Regions from separate parts of the Sus scrofa genome. Here region 2 is linked to region 1. A link is a contact called in public promoter capture Hi-C data. All regions are on one chromosome and are shown on one strand. The core of a region is the stretch at or near the end of the contact, and the rest is flanking DNA. Distances in the headings are between cores, read along the strand shown. Region 1 holds the start of CRYAA (alpha-crystallin A chain). Region 2 holds the start of HSF2BP (heat shock factor 2-binding protein).

Evidence for each region. Promoter capture Hi-C pulls out the DNA fragments that hold promoters and counts their contacts.
Region 2: a contact with region 1 is called in a promoter capture Hi-C map of fetal skeletal muscle, with 7 times the contacts expected there. The contact joins the promoter of HSF2BP here to the promoter of CRYAA in region 1. A contact is called at or near these places in 2 of 5 promoter capture datasets (fetal skeletal muscle and liver) and 1 of 2 datasets of contacts at active chromatin or transcription factors (skeletal muscle).

Annotation. Positions count from the first base shown.
Region 1 is chr13:206,291,627-206,295,315 of Sscrofa11.1, reverse strand. CRYAA (alpha-crystallin A chain) reads right to left here and starts at 1,439. Exons shown (of 3, transcript XM_021069290.1): 1 at 1,185-1,439. The coding sequence starts at 1,373.
Region 2 is chr13:206,627,053-206,630,722 of Sscrofa11.1, reverse strand. HSF2BP (heat shock factor 2-binding protein) reads left to right here and starts at 1,572. Exons shown (of 9, transcript XM_021071073.1): 1 at 1,572-1,719; 2 at 2,703-2,959. The coding sequence starts at 2,924. It overlaps RRP1B (ribosomal RNA processing protein 1 homolog B), which reads right to left and starts at 1,547. Exons shown (of 15, transcript XM_021071070.1): 1 at 1,345-1,547. The coding sequence starts at 1,474.

The DNA of each region.
Region 1 (3,689 bases), core at 190-2,689:
GGTTGTCAGAGCCGAGGCTGCAGTCGGGGCCCTCACCTCCCCCTCCATGTCCCCACGGGACAGAGGGACCCGTGACTCAGGCCCACGTGGCCACCCAGCTGACCACCAGAACCTCGGGGCCTGGTTGGCAAGGGGTTGGCGGACTGGTTTGGGGTTGAGCGGCTGGTTGGTTGTGTTAGATGGCTGGTAGTGAATTGCGGGGCTGGTTGTAGTTGCAGGGCTCATTACAGGTTGATTGACTGGCTGGTTATGGTTCCTGAGCTGTTTATGGTTGGAGGGCTGGCTATAGGTTGGTTGGCTAGCTGGTTATGGTTAGTGCTTGGCCGGCCTGTAGGACCGAGCACCGGGAGCTGGACCGCTGCCCTTGGCCTCAGCGCTCGCCTCTCTGTAAACAGCCTGGGGCCCCGTCTGTGCCAGACGCGCGGTGCCCGCGGGCCTACACAGGCTGCCAGCTCCTGGCACACAAAGCCCTTTCAGTCCCCTCTCCTGTTCCTGCCCTGGCTCGGGACACTCGTTTGGCCTCCTTTGGCCCCTGGAGTGATGGGCCTTGCACCAGCTCTGGACAAGCCTCTGTGTTTTAGGCAGTGGTAAGACCTGGCGCCTCCAAAAGGCTGGACCCTGGGGGACGGAGGCCAGGGGCCTGCTTGCTGGCCCGTGGGGCCTGGCCTTGGGCTCCCGGGCCAGCTCAGGAAGAGCCCACTGGCTGCAGCTCCACGGCCACGGAGGGGCTTCAAACAGGACCCTCCTGCCGGACTCAGGCAGCGCAGCACACCTGAGGCTTCCTGCTGAAGGGGAAGCACAGCTGCCAAGCGCCAGGCTCAGCCGCCATCGCCCTGCCTCCGAGGGGCTGTCCTTGGGGTGCCTGGCCCACAGCGGGGCATCACCAAGGGTACACTGTCATGGGCTCGTGGGAGGAAAGGACAGGGGGGGCTCAGGCAGCTCCCCCTCCCACCACCCCCAGGGGCTGGGGCGCTCTGCTGGGGGGACAGCCCACCGGGCCTCTGCACGTCCAGGGGGGAAGAGGTGGCAAGAGGGCGGAAAGTGGCCAAAGTGGCCCTGTGGCCATCCCCATCCACCCCACGGCACAAGCCGGTGTCACGTCCACTCCAGGCCGGCCCTCAGAGACCCCGCTCCCCTCGGGCCACGGCCCGGGTGCCCCGGGGGGAGCAGCGGGAAAGCCTTACCTCGGAGACGCCGGAGTCCAGCACGGTGCGGAAGAGGGACTGGCGGTAGTAGGGGCTAATGGTGGACGACAGGAAGGGCAGCAGGTCGTACTCGAAGAGGCCCTCGCCGAAGAACTGGTCGAACAGCCGGCTGGGGTAGAAGGGGCCCAGCGCGCGTTTGAACCAGGGGTGCTGGATGGCAATGTCCATGGCGGACGTCGGCTCTGCAGGACCCGGGGCAGGCGGGGCTCTGGGCAGGGGCCTCTGGGCAGCTGGGTGGGGAGCTGGGACCCGGGCCCTCCCTATATACGCCGGGGAAGAATGGAGGCATTAGGGGGATTTGCCCGGAAAGCGTGAGCTCAGGAGGGCGGCCGCCCCGTCAGCAGAAACGCGGCTGGGCTGAGTGCCCACGTCTCCAGCCCCGCCTGCGGCGCTGAGCCGCCCAGAGCCTGGGCACCAGGCGCACAGCATCCCAAGGGGCGTCTCTCCGCGGGCTCTGTGCCCCACCCTCCAGGGGCTTCTGGGGGTTCTCTCATCTCCCTGTCCCTAGGCCTGGGCCTGTGTGTGCCAGGACCGTGCCTGTGGTCTGCGTATGTGGTCCCGTGGGTCCCACAGCCACTTGCAAGTGGGAGCTCAAAACCCTGTGTCACAGACGGGAAAACAGGAATAGAGGCTGAGCAAGTGGTCCCCAAAGCCCTCGGCTATGCGGTGAGGCTGCATTTGTGTGCGAGTGTGTGTCATTTCAGGGCTGCACCTGCAGCATATGGAAGTTCCCAGGCTAGGGGTCAAATCAGAGCTACAGCTGCCAGCCTATACCACAGCCACAGCCACGCCAGATCCGAGCCGCATCTGCAAGCTACACCACAGCTCACAGCGACACCGGATCCCAAACCCACTGAGCGAGGCCAGGGATGGAACCCGCAACCTCATGGATCCTAGTTGGATTCGTTACCACTGAGCCACAAAGGGAACTCCTGCATTAGGTTTTCAAAATAGAATTAATTACCTCTATTAGTTCTTCCTGATTTCAAAAATTATGCCACTTATAAAACACTGGAGAAAGACGGGAGTTCCCGTTGTAGCTCAGAGGGTTACGAACCCAACTTGTATCCACGAGGATGCAGGTTCGATCCCTGGCCTCACTCAGGGGGTTAAAACTCCGGCGTTGCCATGAGCTGTGGTGCAGATTGCAGATGTGGCTTGGATCCCGCCTGGCTGTGGCCTCAGCTGCAGCTCTGATTCACCCCCTAGCCTAGGAACTTCCATATGCTGCTGGTATTGCCCTAAAAAGAGAAAAAAAAAAAATCTGGGGAAAGACAGAAAGTGCAGAGCGGAAACTAAAAATGGCCTTGATTCCGGCACCGAGGAGCCCTGTTGCGGGGTCCAGGTGCATCCAGAGCTGGAGGCAGGTGTGGTATGGTAAACAGAGAAACCCCACATCCTAGGGTCTCCTGGACACCGTCCCTGCAAACCTGGAGGCCTGGGAATGGACAGAGCCACCGACCTTAAGCCAGGTGCCCTGTCCCTCTTACTGGCCTGGTGCCCGGCTTGCTCCCATCCCTGTGGTCCTTCCAGCTATGGCCCTGCATGCCTTCCAGGGGGGACCTTCCCCACTCAGGGCACTCCTGGTTTTCAGGCTTTCATGTCTTTTAGCAGCTTGGCCCTTGGGGAGCCTTATGCTAACATTACAGCCCTTGCCTGCCTGCAGCACAGAGAAGGGCTCTCCCTCCCGTCTCCAGAGATGCTTCTCATTCTCCCTGTGCCTCCTCAGGTCCCCAGGTAGCTTCTGACCACCGTCCCCCGCCCCCCCTCCCCCCCCCCCCCGTTTGTGGAGTAAGTGCATCCTCAAAGCCCTCAGAATCCTGGCACATGCACCTCCACACCCCAGACTCTGCAGGTGGGAAAGAGCACCTGCCTGTATCTCAGCAGGACGGCGTCTGACGCAACCAAGACGGGATTGGTGTCAAAAGCGGGAATCCCAGAGCCTCTCCCTGGCAGCCCCTCTCCAATAAACAGCGCATGGGATCAAACCCTGCCTCCCTGCCCTTGCAGCCCCTCCTATGTGCATCTGGCTGGTGGTCAAGGGCCCAGAACAGTCTGGAGATGCCAGCCTTTGCTCTGCAAGCCTACACCCTCAGCAGGTAATCCTGGGGGCATCAGCCAAATTGGGGTACAGACCATTACTGCTTCGGGGAGTGGAGGGCACCCCCCCTACCTCAGGCCATGCTGCTGGCGACCTCGTGGTGCTTTGAAGCCGTCCTATAAGGCATGTAGGTCCCAACAGCGCCTCACTTCATAGACCCAGAAAGTGGGGTTTAGAAAGTTTAAATCCAAGCCCAGGTCACTCAGCATGAGGAAGGGGAGGGGGCTTCAGTGCAGGCTACCCACCCAGGCAGGGCAGTGGTTAGCCCTACACGGCACGGGTCCCTGGGCTTGGGGAAGGGGGAGGAAGGGGCACAAGCATCCAGCTGGCTGCCTTCTCCGTGGAGAGGGTCCAGCAGGGCCAGGCAGGTGGTCAGTGCCGGG
Region 2 (3,670 bases), core at 323-2,822, 340 kb before region 1:
ATGCAGGTGTTAGATCAGTTAGGAGGTAAGCGTGTCAAAGCCTCGATGAGATGGAGGAGCCTTCAGTAAGGGCAGAGAAATTTAGGAGATGCGACCAAAGGACACTAGATGCAGGGCTGGGGGACAAAAAGAGGAAGAGGCGTCCAGGACCATATACCCTGCGTCCAACTGGAGTCTGAGTGGAGGATGGGAACTAGTGCCCAAAATAAAAGAGCAGAAGAAGATGAGCCTCTGTGGGGCATTCTGAAGCCTGAGGACATCCAGGTGGAGGTGCCAGGTGGGAAGGGCATATCTGAGCTGCAAGCAGCAAAGGTCTGGGTTAGAAAGTTCGGTTTAGGAACACACAACATTTATGGAATAAGAGGAAATCAAGTCTGTCAGGAAGACCCTAACAGATTTGAAGTCAGGAAGTCTGGCTTCGTTCCTCTTCCTAGGACTTCCCAGGAGAGTTTATCTTCTTTTTCCCAGAAGCCTTCAAAAGAAGGCTAACTGAGCGATCAGCACAGGGGGAGACATCCATTCTTTAAAACAGACTCAATGTATTAACACTAGCAGCAAATCGGACTTTTCCTCAGTGCAATAAAAAACTTCACCGCACTGTAATCCATGCCTTCAAAGGTTTACACCGGACCGGGTAAATACGATTCCTCAATGGCACCCCGCTGCAGTTAAAACCCAAACTGAAGAGCCCGCTGTGACCTGGCCACTGCCTACTTTCCCAACTCGCGTCCTAACACCCTCCCTCTCTCTCACTTACCGCTCTTCCAGCTCCTCATTCGTGCCCCGGCTCAGATCTGGAGAACATCACCCCGAGAGGCCTCCCTGCAACAGTCTTTGGAGAGGAGCTTCCCCGTTCCTCGGTTTTCATTTCCTTTACTCCACTTACACGAGTTCCGTTTCAGTTATCTATTCCCCCCCCCCCCCGCCAGATTTCCCGGGATAAATTCCTCGGGGGTAGGGATTCGGACTTCTCCGTCCTGGTCAACTGAAGGCGTGACTCAAGGAAGAGCGCACCAGAATCAAACAGGTGAGTGCACTGATCCCACGTGCAAGCTCTGGGAGGGCAGACTGGGACGGTTCTCGGCTTTCCGGCTCACCGGGACCCTCAGCGGACCACCTAACCCCCTCCGCCGCCGCCGCTCAACCGGAGAACCGGTGGAGACCCCGCAGGAAGTGGACACAGAGAAGCACACGGCTGTGCCGCACGCTCTCCCCGCTCCGCCCGCGGCTCCCCGGGCCCGCCCCCCACTCCCGCCAGGACCCCCCCCCCACCGCGGCTCCCTCCCCTCACCCCCGCTCCCCCACCCCGGCCGCCATGTGCGCGGCGGACCGCAGGGAGCCCACCTGTCTCCCTCTGTGTCTTCACGCTGATGTACTGGCGCAGCTTCTTCACCGCCCGGTCTCGGATGCCCTTCTCGTGGGACGCCAGCCGTTGAGCGAACTGGATCTCGGCCGGCTGCATGGCGGGGGCCATCGCGCCCGTTGGAGCATCCCCGGCCGCAGCCCGCCGCCGCCGAGCGCCCGCCGCCGTGCCGCGACTGCGCAGAAGGCGCCGGCGCGCGGGCTGATGACGTCACAAAGGCGCCGCTCGCCGCTCGCAGAGCGTTCCGCGAGCTGCGGGCCGGGCCCCGGCGGAGCGACGCTCCTCCGGTGCGCGTCGCGCCTCTCCGCCGCCGCCGCTGCCTCTCGGTCGCCAAGGCTCGGGCCGTTGAGGGCGAGGTTAGCCAGCGCTGGGTGTAGGCCGGGAAGAGACGGAGGGCCAGTTTTGCGTGGTCTGGAATCTTGCCCACTTCACAAAATCTCCATCCAACCGACCCGCAGCTGTTCCCGGGAGATACACGGCACCGGGTTTTTACGTTGGCCTCCTCGGGCCGCGGTGGGAACGGGGTTCTGGCGGGAGGTTGCGGGCAGCCCGCTGGAGGGGCGCCCGGAGCCGGGGCGAGGACTGGGTGCGTGTGCTGGTGCGTGCACCCGCGGGCCTGGAGAGCGCGTACTCCGGGCACTCGGACAGTGTCGGCTTGTGTCCGGCTTTGGACAGAAGTCCTAGTTGTGCGATAATCGGTACCTTTTTTTTTCTTTGGTGTTTTTGTATTTTTCCAGGGTCGCACCCACGGCATATGGAGGTTCGCCGGCTAGGGGTTTAATGGGAGCTATGGCCGCCGGCCTACACCACAGTCATGGCAACTCGGGGTCGAGCTGCGTCTTGGACCCACACCACAGCTCACGGCCACGCCAGATCCTTAACCCACTGGGCGAGGCCAGGGATCGAACCTGCAACCTCATGGTTCCTAGTCAGATTCGTTAACCACCGAGCCACCACGGGAACTCCCGTAACCGGTACCTTTGAACCCAGAGCTTGCACCATATGTTACGAACTCAGTGGGCATATGGGGGCTAGTGAATGGACCAAACGATGTCTCCCAGTCCATGGGGTCGTCTCAGTTCCTTAACCTGCTGGCCGGACTGAGGCTCCCTTATCTGGGGCAGACACCGCCGCCGCCGCCGGCGGAGCCTGTTGTCAGAAAGCTTCGACCTTCGCGAATGGAGTTTGGAGCTGAGCGCGCGAGAGGGGCCGCCGGCGGCTGCTTCGCGTGAACGCATGGCCCCTTAGTCTAAATAACACCCCTCGCCAAACATCAAGGACCCGAATCGAGTGATTTCACTGGACACTGACACGTGGGTCTCCCTGTTCTTCTTTGCAGTTAACAAGTTACGACCTCGGCCAAAGCCGGACGAGCCCACGCGGGATCTCGCCTCCACACCCCCGGCCCGTGGGGACCGCGATGCAGCGAAAGCTCTACGAGGTCTGAGCCTCGCGGCTCCCCGTACCTGACCCCGGCGTGGACGCGTTCCCGCGCTCGCCGGCGTGAGGGGTCCGCGCGTGCGCGCCCGCGCAGGCGCACGGAGCCGAGACCGCGCCGCCATGGGCGAGGCTGGCGGCGCTGAGGAGCCGCGCCGGGTCAGTGCCGAGGCTCGGGTCGGTGCCGAGGCGCGGGCCGCCGCCCGCGAGTTCGCGCTCTTGCCCTCGGCTCCCCCGCGCTCAGCGGGGTCTGCCTGGGCCTTGCTCGGGGGCTCGGGGAGGCCCCGGACGTCGTCTGCGGGCAGCGTGGCCAGGGCCGGCGGTGGGGGGCGGCGGCTCCGCCTCCGGAAGCGCGGGGGCCGCGGGATGGGCGGGGGCCGTGCCCCGGTGCCCCTGCGCCGCCCCCCGGGGGCCCCCCCCGCACGGCCCTGAGGCAGGCGGGGCAGGCGGGGCGCGGGTCGGGGCGAATCGGCCGCCCCAGCGGGAGCTCCCCTCCGGCCGCGCCCTGGAGCTGCGTTCAGGGAGATCCCAGCCTCCCGGCCCGTCTCCTGGCGGGTTGCGAGTGCGGGGCCGGGTGGTCAGCCCGGGGCTTGGCGCCCAGGGGGAAGGGCCTTTCCTCCTGGGAAGCTTGGTGCTGGCGCCTAGGAGAGCGCTGCCGGCGTGTTCCTTGGCCTTCGGGAATGGGGCCTCGCTCGCCCTGACAAAGTGGCTCGGAGGTCCCGTCGTGGCGCAGCGGAAACCAAGCCGGCTCATCACCGCGAGGTTGCGGTCGGTCCCTGGCCGCGCTCAGTGGGTTAAGGAGCCGGCGTTGTAGGCCGCAGACGCAGCTCGGGTCCTGCGTGGCTGCGGTGTAGACCGGCAGCTGCAGCT